Regions from separate parts of the Gossypium hirsutum genome. Here region 1 is linked to region 2. A link is a contact called in public Hi-C data. All regions are on one chromosome and are shown on one strand. Each heading gives the region's core, a stretch centred on a gene start, on an enhancer-like site or on the middle of the called end of the contact. The rest is flanking DNA. Distances are from core to core; before and after follow the strand shown.

Region 1 (6,177 bases), core at 2,921-5,420, 140 kb before region 2:
GAAAGTCGTTTTAGGCCGAAGCAGCCTCTACTGCATGTTTTTTGATTAACTGATCCCCATCCGTTGCCATTGAGAAAAAGACTCTACAAGAGGTATGGTCTGGTAATCCTGCAAATTATTCTAATTTAAAGATTTTTAGGTTTCTTGCTTATGCTCATGTTGATAATGGAAAATTGGAACTGAGATTCATTAAATGTGTTTTTCTTGGTTATAAAACTGGTGTAAAAGAGTATAAATTATGGTGTCTTGAAAATAGAAAAGTTGTGATTATCAGAGATGTTGTTTTTGATGAAACTGCTATGCTGCCTAACTTATCTCTTAAAGACTCTTCCAATAAAGAAAATCAAAAGCAGGTGGAGCATCAAATTAATACAGAGTCGACTCCTCAAGCCAGTACAAAAATTAAGGATAGAGTTGCTTTTTCACCGCAATACTCTATCGCCAAAAAAAGAACTAGAAGAGAAATTAAACCTCCAAAGAAGTATGCTGAGGCTGATCTAGTTGCTTATGCTTTAAATGTGGCTGAAGATATAGATGCAAAACAAGAGCCATCTAATTATTCTGAGGAGGTTAGCTGTGAAGACTCAGAAAAGTGGATGTTTGCTATGTAAGAGGAGATGGAATCACTCCACAAAAACAGAACATGGGATCTTGTGAAACTTCCTAAAGGTAAAAAGGTTGTTCGTTGTAAATGGGTGTTTAAAAAGAAAGAAGGGACTCTATGAGTTGAAGAACCTAAATATAAAGCAAGGCTTGTTGCAAAGGATTACAGTCAAATTTCAAGAGTGGACTTCACAGATGTGTTCTCCCCAATTGTTAAGCATAGTTCGATTAGAGCTTTGCTTGGTATTGTGTCCATGCATGATTTGGAGCTTGAGTAGTTAAATGTAAAAACTACATTTTTTCATAGAAAACTTGAGAAGGATATTTACATACAACAACCAGAGGGTTTTACAGTCTCAGAAAAAAAGGACTATGTTTGATTGCTGAAAAAGTCCCTTTACGATTTGAAACAGTCACCAAGACAGTGGTACAAGAAGTTTGATTCCTTTATAACTTCTCATGATTTCAAAAGAAGTAGTTTTGACAGTTGTGTTTACTTTAAGAAAAACAGTGATGGTTCTTTTGTGTATCTACTTCTTTATGTTGATAACATGTTGATAGCAGCAAAAGATAAATGAGAGATAAGAAAGGCCAAAGCCCAACTAAGTGAAGAATTTGAGATGAAAGATTTAGAACCAACAAAGAAGATACTTGGTATGGAGATTCTCAGAGATAGAAAAGCAAGTAAATTGTACCTAAGTCAGAATGGGTACATTGAGGAAGTTCTTTGTAGGTTCAATATGCAGAGTGCTAAGCCTGTTAGTACTCCTTTAGTAGCTGATTTTAGATTTTCATCGGTTTTGTCTCCACTATCAGATGATAAGATTGAGTACATGTCACATGTTCTGTGCTAGAGTGCTGTGGGATCTCTCATGTATGCTATGGCTTGTTCACGTCCAGATTTATCATATGCAGTCAGTGCAGTTAGCAGATACATGACGAATCCCGGTAAAGAACACTGGAAAGCAGTTCAATGGATTTTAAGATACTTACGAAGTACTACTGATGTTTGCTTACAGTTTGGAAGAACTAGAGATGGAGTCATTGGGTCTGTTGATGTTAATTTTGCTGGAGACCTTGATAGAAGAAGATCTTTTACAGGTTATGTCTTTACAATCGGAGGTTGTGCAATCAGTTGGAAAGCCACTTTGCAAACTACAGTCGCTTTGTCTAGTACTAAAGCTGAGTACATGGCAATTATTGAGGCTTGTAAAGAAGCTATCTGGTTGAAGGGACTCTTTAGTGAACTCAATGAAGACCTTCAAATTAGTACTGTATTTCGTGACAGTCAGAGTGCAATCTTCCTTACAAAAGATCAAATGTTTCATGAGAGAACAAAATACATTGATGTTCGGTATCATTTTGTTCGTGATATTATTGCTCGTGGTGATATTGTTGTGAGCAAAATTAGTACTGATGAAAATCTTACAGATATGATGACTAAGTTACTTCCTATAACCAAGTTTGAGCATTGCTTAGACTTGGTTGGTGTCCATTGTTGAAGTTAAACCCTTAAGGGGTTTTATGGAAGAAGTGGAGAACTTGTTCGTTGAGAGTTCACGATGAAGAACTTGTTCATTGAGAATTCGTGTCAAGGTGGAGATTGTTAGAATTAAATGACCCGAATCCTTATTTAAATAAAATACAGTGGTAAAATAAAATAAAAGTAAAATTCATATAGAACTACACTTCTTTTATTTTATTTTAGAATAAGGTTTTTTAAACCTTATTAAACTCCATCTATTTTATATTGATTAGAATAAGGTGTTTCAGTCTTACTAGAATATGGCTTTACAAGCCTATAAATAGGTATAGTCTATTCCTCTTGTATTTATTCGAATTTGACATAGTGAATTTTCTTTTCCTCTGCCCGAGGTTTTTTCCGAAAGAGTTTCCACGTAAAAATTTGTGTGTTCTTTATTTTATTTTATTTTTTCACAGTTTGATTAATATTATCATAAAATTACAAAATTAATATATTATGATTTCATTCAAAAAAAATTTTAAATTTTAATGTTGTAATATAATAAATAATAAAATTTAATTTTGTTTGTTCAAAAATTTCTTTAAATTTATGCTTTTATATAGATTATAAATAAAATGCTAAACCTATTTTTTTTTACTATCAACCTATTTACTAAATGGTACAAGGAAGCATTTGTATTTGCTTTATTTGGATAAATGCTTGTCTTGAGTATAGAACAGTTTTAAAATTTATAGCCAGCATTTACTCCTTAATGGATTTACAAAATGTGGATGATTATTTATTGAACTCGCTCTGGTAGATATCTTGAAAAAAAAAACAAAATAAAAAGGAGTTATAAAAAAATAATTATATTAAAATAAATAATTTAAAAATATTCAACATGGATATCGTCATATTTGTAAAAAAAATATAAATTATTAGAATTAAATAAAAATGAAATTTGAAATTTAAGTTGTTTTTATCTTATAGAGGGTCATGTGTATTAAATCAAATAAAATTCTTAGGAATTTTGAAAAAGGAATTGAGCTATTGAAATCTCTTTTAAAATTACTTATTTGAAAAATTTCCATATATTTACTAAAATAAGTAAATTCAATTTTAGAAATTTAAAAACCTAGATACAAGTGAAATCCCTCTCAAACACGCTTTTAATCTCTAAACTTGACAATTTTTCTCAACTTGATCCTTGAATTTTTTTTTTCTCACATTAATCATATAACTTGACAAATTTTCTCAATTTTGATCCTTGTGATAATATAGCATTCTAAGATTATGGCATATCATCATCTCCTTTTAATAAAAAAAATATTTTTAGGCAGAAATTGAAAAAAGTTGTCTAATTTTAAGATTAATGTGAAAAAAAAAATTCAAAGACTAAGATGAGAAAAATTACAAGTTCATAGGCAAAATGTTGATTTAACCTAAAAACAATATATAAATTCTGAACTTTGTCGTGAAGGATGAATTTTACTTATAATATCAAAATGGTTTCATATATATATCATTCTGAGATTAATTTAAATTTAGAATAGTTAAAAAGCAGTTGAGAAAAACCTCATGAATTTTATTATAAGTTTTAATTATATTTATTTTTAAAAAAATAATATCTAAAATTACTCATAATTCTTTTTAACTCATAAATATAAAGATGGGTAATTATATTGATTCTTTTTAACCCATAAATATAAAGATGGGTAATTATATTAATAGTTTGTACAATATTTAGTTGAACATTTCAATTAATTAGTAACAGCGGTAATTTTACAATGGAGGTAGATATTAATCATAGGCTGTTGATGTAATTAGGGATGATTGGCTTTTCCTGACTTCCCTCCCTCTTTATTTAATTATTTAATTAATTTGTATATTAAAATATATTCAGTTTCTAAAAAAATTATAGATCCGTAATTATAGATACTTTCCCACATATGGAATTTAAGATTTCTAATTTTATTTTAGTGAATTTGGTCTCCTGTTTTTTTAGTTTTTTAATTTTAGGTTTATTATAATATTATTTTTTGTTATATGATATTCTGATTTTTTAAACAAAATAAATAAATTAAATACTGCAACCCCATTTGTCGACCTGAATCGTACTTGGCCAGGTGCCTCTTCGACTTGACCGATTCGTATGTTCCTAATCTAATACACCTACCACCACACTATCACCACTGCGCCTCTTCTTCCCTTCCGTCCGATCTGGCAATGGAACCCGACGTGAGCATTGAGACATCATGCATGATCCGGATCGCCGTCCTTCCAATAGGCAAAGTCCCCCCTCCTCTTCTGCGGGATTACCACTCCATGCTCCTTCCGCACCACACCATCCCTCTCTCAACCATCAGCTCCTTCTACACGGAGCACCAGAAATCGCCTTTCGCCCACCAGCCTTGGGACACAGGCTCGCTCCAGTTCAAATTCTTGTTGGGCGGGTCTCCGCCTAGCCCTTGGGAAGATTTCCAGCCTTATCGCAAGTTCCTCTCCGTGATTGGCATTTGCCACTGCCCTTCGTCACCAGATCTTGATCACGTCATCGATCAATTCAATGCTGCCTGCAAAATTTACACTTCGGCTCTAGTTCTACGCTGCTTCGCCTTTTGTCCTGGCAATTCGCAAGTTAGTTCTCAGAATTAAGGTTTCTATTTTACTTCTCATTGAATCACATGCTGATATCTGGTTATTGGTTTCGATTATTATAAATTGACTTGGATTCTAATTATTAGTAATCTGTCGAAGGAATGGTTATATTACCTAGATTCTAGTGTGTCGTGAATGCTTAGGTTTTTTGTATAAATTTGAAGGATGATAACCCATATTGGGTGTAAGATACGAGCATTTTTGGGAATAAAGTCTGAATAACATAGTAGAATGATATGATTTGTGTTTTTGAAACCTTTTATTATGTTTACTATTTGTTTATCTTAATAAACTAAACAAAACCTAGCTTTTAATGAATTACGTGATCTAATTACTTTATTTTCTGCTGCAGTTGGATGATGGTAAGAAAAGGGAGAACTTGGTTTTGTTTCCTCCTGCAGACCGTACAATGCAGGAGTTTCACTTACATACAATGATGCAAGATATCGCTGCTTCATTACTGATGGAATTTGAGAAGTGGGTTCTTCAAGCAGAATCTTCAGGAACTCTTCTGAAGACGCCTTTAGATTCTCAAGCTACTCTTAGCTCAGAGGAGGTTTATGTTTAGGTGTTTTATGCATTTTAGTCTGTGAGCGCATGGGCGTGGGTATGCGCGCACTTCTGCATGTGTGTGTGTGTGTGTGATGTGTTTGTTTTTATTAAATAACAATGCAGGTGATCAAGGCTAAAAAACGAAGACTTGCTCGTGCACAAAAGACAATAGGGGATTATTGTTTGTTAGCAGGATCGCCTGTTGATGCAAATGCTCACTATACTACTGCACTAGAGCTAGCCAGGTTGACTGCAGATTACTTTTGGTATGCTGGGGCATTGGAGGGTAGTGTTTGTGCTATACTGGTAATTGCAGGATGTTAATCAAGCTCATCTGCTATTTATGATATTTGTATGGACCCTTAAATGTCCTTGTTTAGATTTTATAGATGTTCTTGAACAGAAACAAATGGATAAGGCTAGCAACTCACTTGTTGAAATTTGAAGCTAAGTTTTTTTAAGGAAATCTCTATTGGAAAAGTGTCTCATAAAAGTTTTACAACGAGACACATGTTTAGTTATGTCCACTACCAACTTTAGTGCTATGGTTAAATTCCAAGATTTATCACATTTGAATTCGTGATGTTTTATTTTCCTAATTGAGGATTTGTCCCATGTGTAAGGACTAAATTGTTCCTCCTTCTGTACTTTATTATTATCTTTTTACTTTTCTAGGGTAGGATTTTTTGTAGGGGGAGGGGGTTGATGTTTTTTAAATTAGGCTATATTGACCTTTTGCATCATAACTGCAAGTGATAATATAGATAAAATATTTGCCCATATGATATGAAATTTATTCATCTACTGTATAATTATTTATGCCTTATTATCAGGTTGATCAAATAGGCCAGAAGGATACAGGTGTAGAGGATGAGGTTAGATATCGGTACAATAATGTC
Region 2 (5,965 bases), core at 3,402-5,901:
ATATAGAGTTTTACATATAATATAAATTAGGCATATTTAAACTCGAAAATTTATCTTACATACGAGAACTTTTATAAAAAAAATTAATTTTTTATAAATACTAAAGAAATACTTAATTTTTTTAAATATGTTCAAAATTTTAATATATTTAAATATATCCAGTTATTAAAAATTTAAAATTAGTTATACTCAACATTTTCTTTTAACATATTTAAAATTTTAATATATTTAAATTTTTTTACGTTTTTTAAAATTTTAAATATATTAAAAAATCATTTTTCTCTTTTCCTATTAAAATTATATTAAATATATTAACATTTTAAAATATATTTTTAAAAAATATATTGAATATATTAAAATTTTAAAATTGGTTATACTTAACATTTTTTAACATATTTAATTTTTTAAAACTATATTAAATATATTAAAATTTTAAAATTGGTTATGCTTAACATTTTTTTAATATATTTAATTTCTTTAAGTTTTTAAAATTTTTAAATATATTAAGAAAATCTTTTTTGCCTTACCTATTAAAAATATATATTAAGTACATAAATTTATGAATGTGTACTAAAATTAAAAAATTAATATATAAATTCATAAATGTGTATTAAAATTAAAAAATTATAACCAACACATAGATATTTATTAATTTCATGCAAGAAAATAGTTAAAAAGGGATAATAATAACTAAATAGAGATCAGTTCTATACAATCAAAACACGTTGAGCAAAGTAGTGCTTAGTAAGTAAAAGAGAGAGACTAAAACGATTTTTTTATTTAATTCATAACTAATTTTACTGTTTCGTTGATCATCGATAAAGTGTGATCCGTATCTCCAGAAGATATTTTGATATCTGCATAATATAAAAAAATAAATACAATATAATTAATTATTTTATTACAATAACTATAAAATATAAAAAAAATGAAGTAACTTACCTTTTTTTATTCCACTCTTTTCTTTCTTTGAAGGGGGGACCAATCCCCCCCTATATAACATTGCTTTATTTTTTAATTAATATTTAACTTTATGTCTAGTCACATCATTGACATGATGTAATTTTATAATATGTATTTTTAATTTATAATTTTTAATATATATTTTTAAATAAATTTAGTTTTTCAATAAATAAATCTTTTTTAACAAATATATTTTTTTATTTTTTAATTAATTCGAATTTCACTTTTTTAAATAAAATATTGTTTTTAATTTTTAAATAGAATTTAAAAAATGATTTGAATATCTTGGGTTTTTTTATAAAAATAACACAAAATTTAATTCATTATCAAAATAATTTATTTTTTTAATTAAACACAAAAATGACCTAAAATCTATAGTAAAATTTGGTTGAGCCAAATTAGAAAAATAGGACATTTTGATAATTAATTAAATTTTTTAGGTTACTTTTTTAAAAAGCCGAATATCTTTAAAAATAATTTAAAAATCATAATTTAAAATATTATAAAACAAATTAAATAATATTTAAAAGGGTTTTTTTACCAAAAAATATAAAAAATAAAATAAAATACCAAAATCGGTTGTTTCAAAAATTAAGTACCAAAATGATACATTTGTCTTGGTGGAGGGTGGTGCATAGGCGGCACCACCCTGAATTTCTGACCCAAAACAGTAAAAAAATAAAAAAAAATAATTATTTAAAAGATTTAGGGACCTGTTATGCAATTTTTCTATTTTTGAATGGCTGCTCAAAAGGAAGGGCAAGGGTGCCCCTGGCAGTGTGGCGGCACCAAAATTTAGATTTGGATAATTTCATTTTAAGCCCTACTTATTTATTATTTTCTTTTTATTCCCCTTCAACTCACTATATTGTGTTTAAACAAACCATTAACCTATTTTTGGAAAATAATATGTTATTTGGAAAATAACTATTATTGTAATGAGATACATGTTTTATTAGGTATAAGTATTTAAATTTTTGTTTTTGTAATGTGATACATGCATAAATATATATATATATATATAGAATCATATTAGTGAATCTGCTAATACATACTTCATCCGGATAAAGTATGCATTATTAAAATTAAATTAAAATATTAAATAAGAAATAAAATTATAAAACAATATGTTATTTGGAAAATAACTATTATTGTAATAAGATACATGTTTTATTAGGTATAAGTATTTAAATTTTTGTTTTTGTAAATGATACATGTGTAAATATCTATATATATAATCATATTAGTGAATCTGCTAATACATACTTCATTCGGATAAAATATGCATTATTAAAATTAATAGTTTGTTTAAACACAATATAGTGAGTTGAAGGGTAATAAAAAGAAAATAATAAATAAAAAAGGCTTAAAATGAAATTATCTAAATTAAAGTTTGGTGCCGCCACACTACGAGGCGGCACCCTTGCTCTTCTTTTTCAGTAACCATTCAAAAATGGAAAAATTTCATAATAGGTCCCTAAATCTTTTAAATCATTATTTTTATATTTTTTACTGTTTTGGGTCAGAAATAATATTTAAAATATTATAAAACTAATAACAAATTTGAAAGTTTAAAATATTTAAATATTTTATATTATTAAAAAATATATTTAGTATTTAAAAAATTAATTTCAAAATATATATTTAAAATTTAGAAAAATATATATTAATAATATATTATAAATTTTTTAAATTTAATAATAAATAAATAAATAAATAAATAAATAAACATAAAAAACAAAACATAAAAAAGTCAAAAAAAAAAAAAAGAAACTAACATGATAGATAGGAATCTAGTGGCGCCATATTAATTGGCTCCACCAGAAAATGATTAATTTTTTTTTAAGTCTTCTCATATTTTTAGAAATTTTAGTATTTCCCTAGTATTTATACAGGTGGCGCCATTCTACATGGCTTCAACAAAAAAATAATTTTTTTTATACTCCCTGCTGATGTGGCATGTTGGTGGCACCAAATCATTTGGCTCCACCTACTTTTACCATAAATTTCAATCATTCTTGTACTTAATTAAAAAAGTGGTTCATTTTGATAATTAATTAAATTATTTTTATAAAAAAGCCTAAAACTTTTGATATTCGAAAATCATTTTAAATTTCAATTAAATTTGGTATGGACTTTAACATTATTTTTTCCCGTCTAATAATATATGAACTGGAGACCTTGCTAGAAGGAAATCGAATATCCAATGTAACCACTCACCAACTGTTGTTGCAAATCATTGGTTTTGTGTATTATATGGTTTGTTTGTTTGCATCAACTGAATAATTCATTTAATATTAAATTTATCATTTACATGTTCTATTATACAAAAATATTTAGGAGAAAATGTTGATTGAATTTTAATTTAATTAGTATTATTGTTGTTGTAATAAGATAGACATTGTAAGTTAGAGAGATTTATGAATAATTTAGAAATTAATATATAGATCCAGGGAAAAAAATTCTAATTTTTTTTCTCCTTTTCCTTAAAGTTGTTTATTTCTTCTTTTTTTGTTTTGCCTAGCAACAATGTCAACTTTCGGGCTAGTTAGCACACGTCTTTTTCTCCCTCCCACAAATCTTTTTTTTTTCTCATTCACTTGGTATGTTTTCTCTCTTTTTAGTTTGCATATATATTTTGCGAGTATCTTTGCCATCTTTACAAATAGTGATGGATAGATGATGGTGTTTATTGTTACTAAAACTCCACTGTCCATTAGCAATTTCTCTGCCACCGACTTCTTAGTCTGTTTCTTTTTTTAGAGTATTTCAGAATAATCTACACCGTCTTTAAGTTTTATATATTTTTTATTTGTTTTATATTGTTTAATAAATTTTCATTTTTTGAAGTTTTTGTCGATTGTTATAGCACGTTTTTTGGTGTTGCTTGTGTATAAAGTCTTATTTATGAATTTAGTCTTACTTTTGCAAGTGATTTTAAAGATGATTTTACACATTTTTCAAAAAAATATATACTTATCGCTTTAGACTATTCGAGGCTAAGTTTCTTATTGTATTAAATAATTGCAATTACTTTAGATATATTGAACTTAAGTTGTTACAAAGTGAATTGTCAATGTACTATAATGTTTTATTGATGCTGAAATATTTGTTGGGTTGATGGAGCTCGTACTTTACTGCCTATGATGAATGTTTTTTTTTTCAAATTGTATGATCCCATTTATAGAATAAATTAATGAATTTTTTTAAAATATATGTGTATATATATATAAAATATTTGGAGAATATTCATTTCGTGAATGGAACTAATGAGCTCAGCCATGTGTTTAATGTATTATTGCAGAACATTGTAAGTAGGAAGTAATCAACGGGTTAAGACCCCGGTGATGATTTTGGATTTTTATCCCAAATTAGCTAGGTTGACTCAGTAGACATGGTCCTAATATCCCAATTGTAAAGAACAAAATGATTTTTAGCTTGCTTTGAATTTCATCTAATTTTTCTGTTTCCTGCTTCATTTCCGTTTTCAACTTAATTTTATTTCTACTCAATTCAAAAATTTTAATTGAAAATTTATCCGTCTTGATCTCAAAATTATTTGAATAATTTCATATTAAAATTGAAATTAGGGTGAGTTGGAATCCAAGCTGATTGTTTCCTCAGAACAAATTAAATTAAATCCTGTAAATTCCAATAATCGGATTTTCTTTTCTGGTCCATTAATTAGGCCCAATTGAGTATGTAAGGTCGAAAAACCTTGCCATGGCGCCATACTAGACGCCTCTGGACACTCCCTCAAACATATTTCCACTAGGGTCAAATCAATAGGAACCAAAACCCACCCAAAATCTCTGCACTGCCATCCTTCCTTAGCTTCCATGGTAAACCTTCTCATTCCCTCTTCCTTTCTTTCTTACACTAATTCCTTCAGCTCTCTCCATTCTATCTGCCATATGTATAATGTTTGTTCTTTCTTTTTTTGATAGGAGGAGCCACAATTGCTGCAGCAGCAGGAAGAAGAACAATCACAATCAGTATCTCTTCAAGATTGCTTGAAGTTACTAAAAGGCGAGCAAGACGAGCAACGCCTCGCTGGCTTGCTTCTCGTCACCAAATCCTGCAAAAGCGACGATCTCGTTTCCCTTAGGGCTATCTACGACGCCGTTGGACCTCACTTCTTGGACCGTCTCTTAAGGACCGGTATTAATTCATACTCTTTTTTTTAAAAAAAATATGATTTTGCAATTCTTTTTTTTATGCTTAAATATAGTTTTGTTTTTTGGTTTAAAAAAAGGGTTGGGTAAAGGTGTAGTGAGCAGTGGTAGTGGTGAAAACCGGGATGCGTATTTGCAGCTGTCAGTGTCGGTTCTGTCTGCGTTTTGTCGAGTTTCTGAGATTGCTTCTTCGAAAGAAATGGTTTCCAAGGTTCCAATGATTTTTGAAGTAATGTCAATGAAGTAAGCTTTTTATCCATACTCCTCTTTGTTTCAAATTCATGAATTTAGAAATGTGCAGTGCATGATATGAAATTTTAGCTTTTTAACCATGTTACTCGGATTCGGATGTAAGCGGTATGTCTTCAACACAAGTATAGATAGATTTCTCAAAGTTTTTCAATTTATTTGGTGGATCTTTGGAGGTTATATCTTTGTTTGTGTATGTCACACACTAGTATCTGATGCATAGCTTTTTAATGTTTTACAACAAAACTTATGGTCCATTGCTGTGTTGTTAGTCTCTGTAACTAAGGTTTTTTTTTTTTTTTTGAAAGCAGATCAGGCATGCCTGTGCTTGAAGAATGCTATGAATTTTTATACTTGGTGTCAACTGCTTCTGAGGATGGACTTACAGCAGTGTATGAATCCGGAGGGATTAAATTACTTGCTCATCAAATGTCCGCTCTGCCAGATGTTAGCTTATCTTACACTGTAACAAATTTCTAGAATTTGGCACTTCCGGGGCCTTATATTATACAGTCTTCATTATAGTTATAGCTGGTAGCTTTCAGTCTGGAGAGAATTTGTTGTTTTCTATTCTGTAT

The links. A called contact is a pair of places that touch in the nucleus more often than the background predicts.
Region 1: a Hi-C map of leaf shows a contact between it and region 2, with 2.8 times the contacts expected there. The contact joins the promoter of LOC107962914 here to the promoter of LOC121230631 in region 2. A contact is called at or near these places in 14 of 34 Hi-C or Micro-C datasets (callus, hypocotyl, leaf and 3 more).

Annotation. Positions count from the first base shown.
Region 1 is chrA06:39,145,771-39,151,947 of Gossypium_hirsutum_v2.1, reverse strand. It overlaps LOC107962914 (trafficking protein particle complex II-specific subunit 120 homolog), which reads left to right and starts at 4,170. Exons shown (of 9, transcript XM_016899480.2): 1 at 4,170-4,705; 2 at 5,079-5,282; 3 at 5,402-5,584; 4 at 6,112-6,177. The coding sequence starts at 4,295.
Region 2 is chrA06:39,002,906-39,008,870 of Gossypium_hirsutum_v2.1, reverse strand. It overlaps LOC121230631 (neurochondrin), which reads left to right and starts at 4,651. Exons shown (of 18, transcript XM_041115680.1): 1 at 4,651-4,805; 2 at 4,911-5,124; 3 at 5,219-5,381; 4 at 5,699-5,835. The coding sequence starts at 4,803.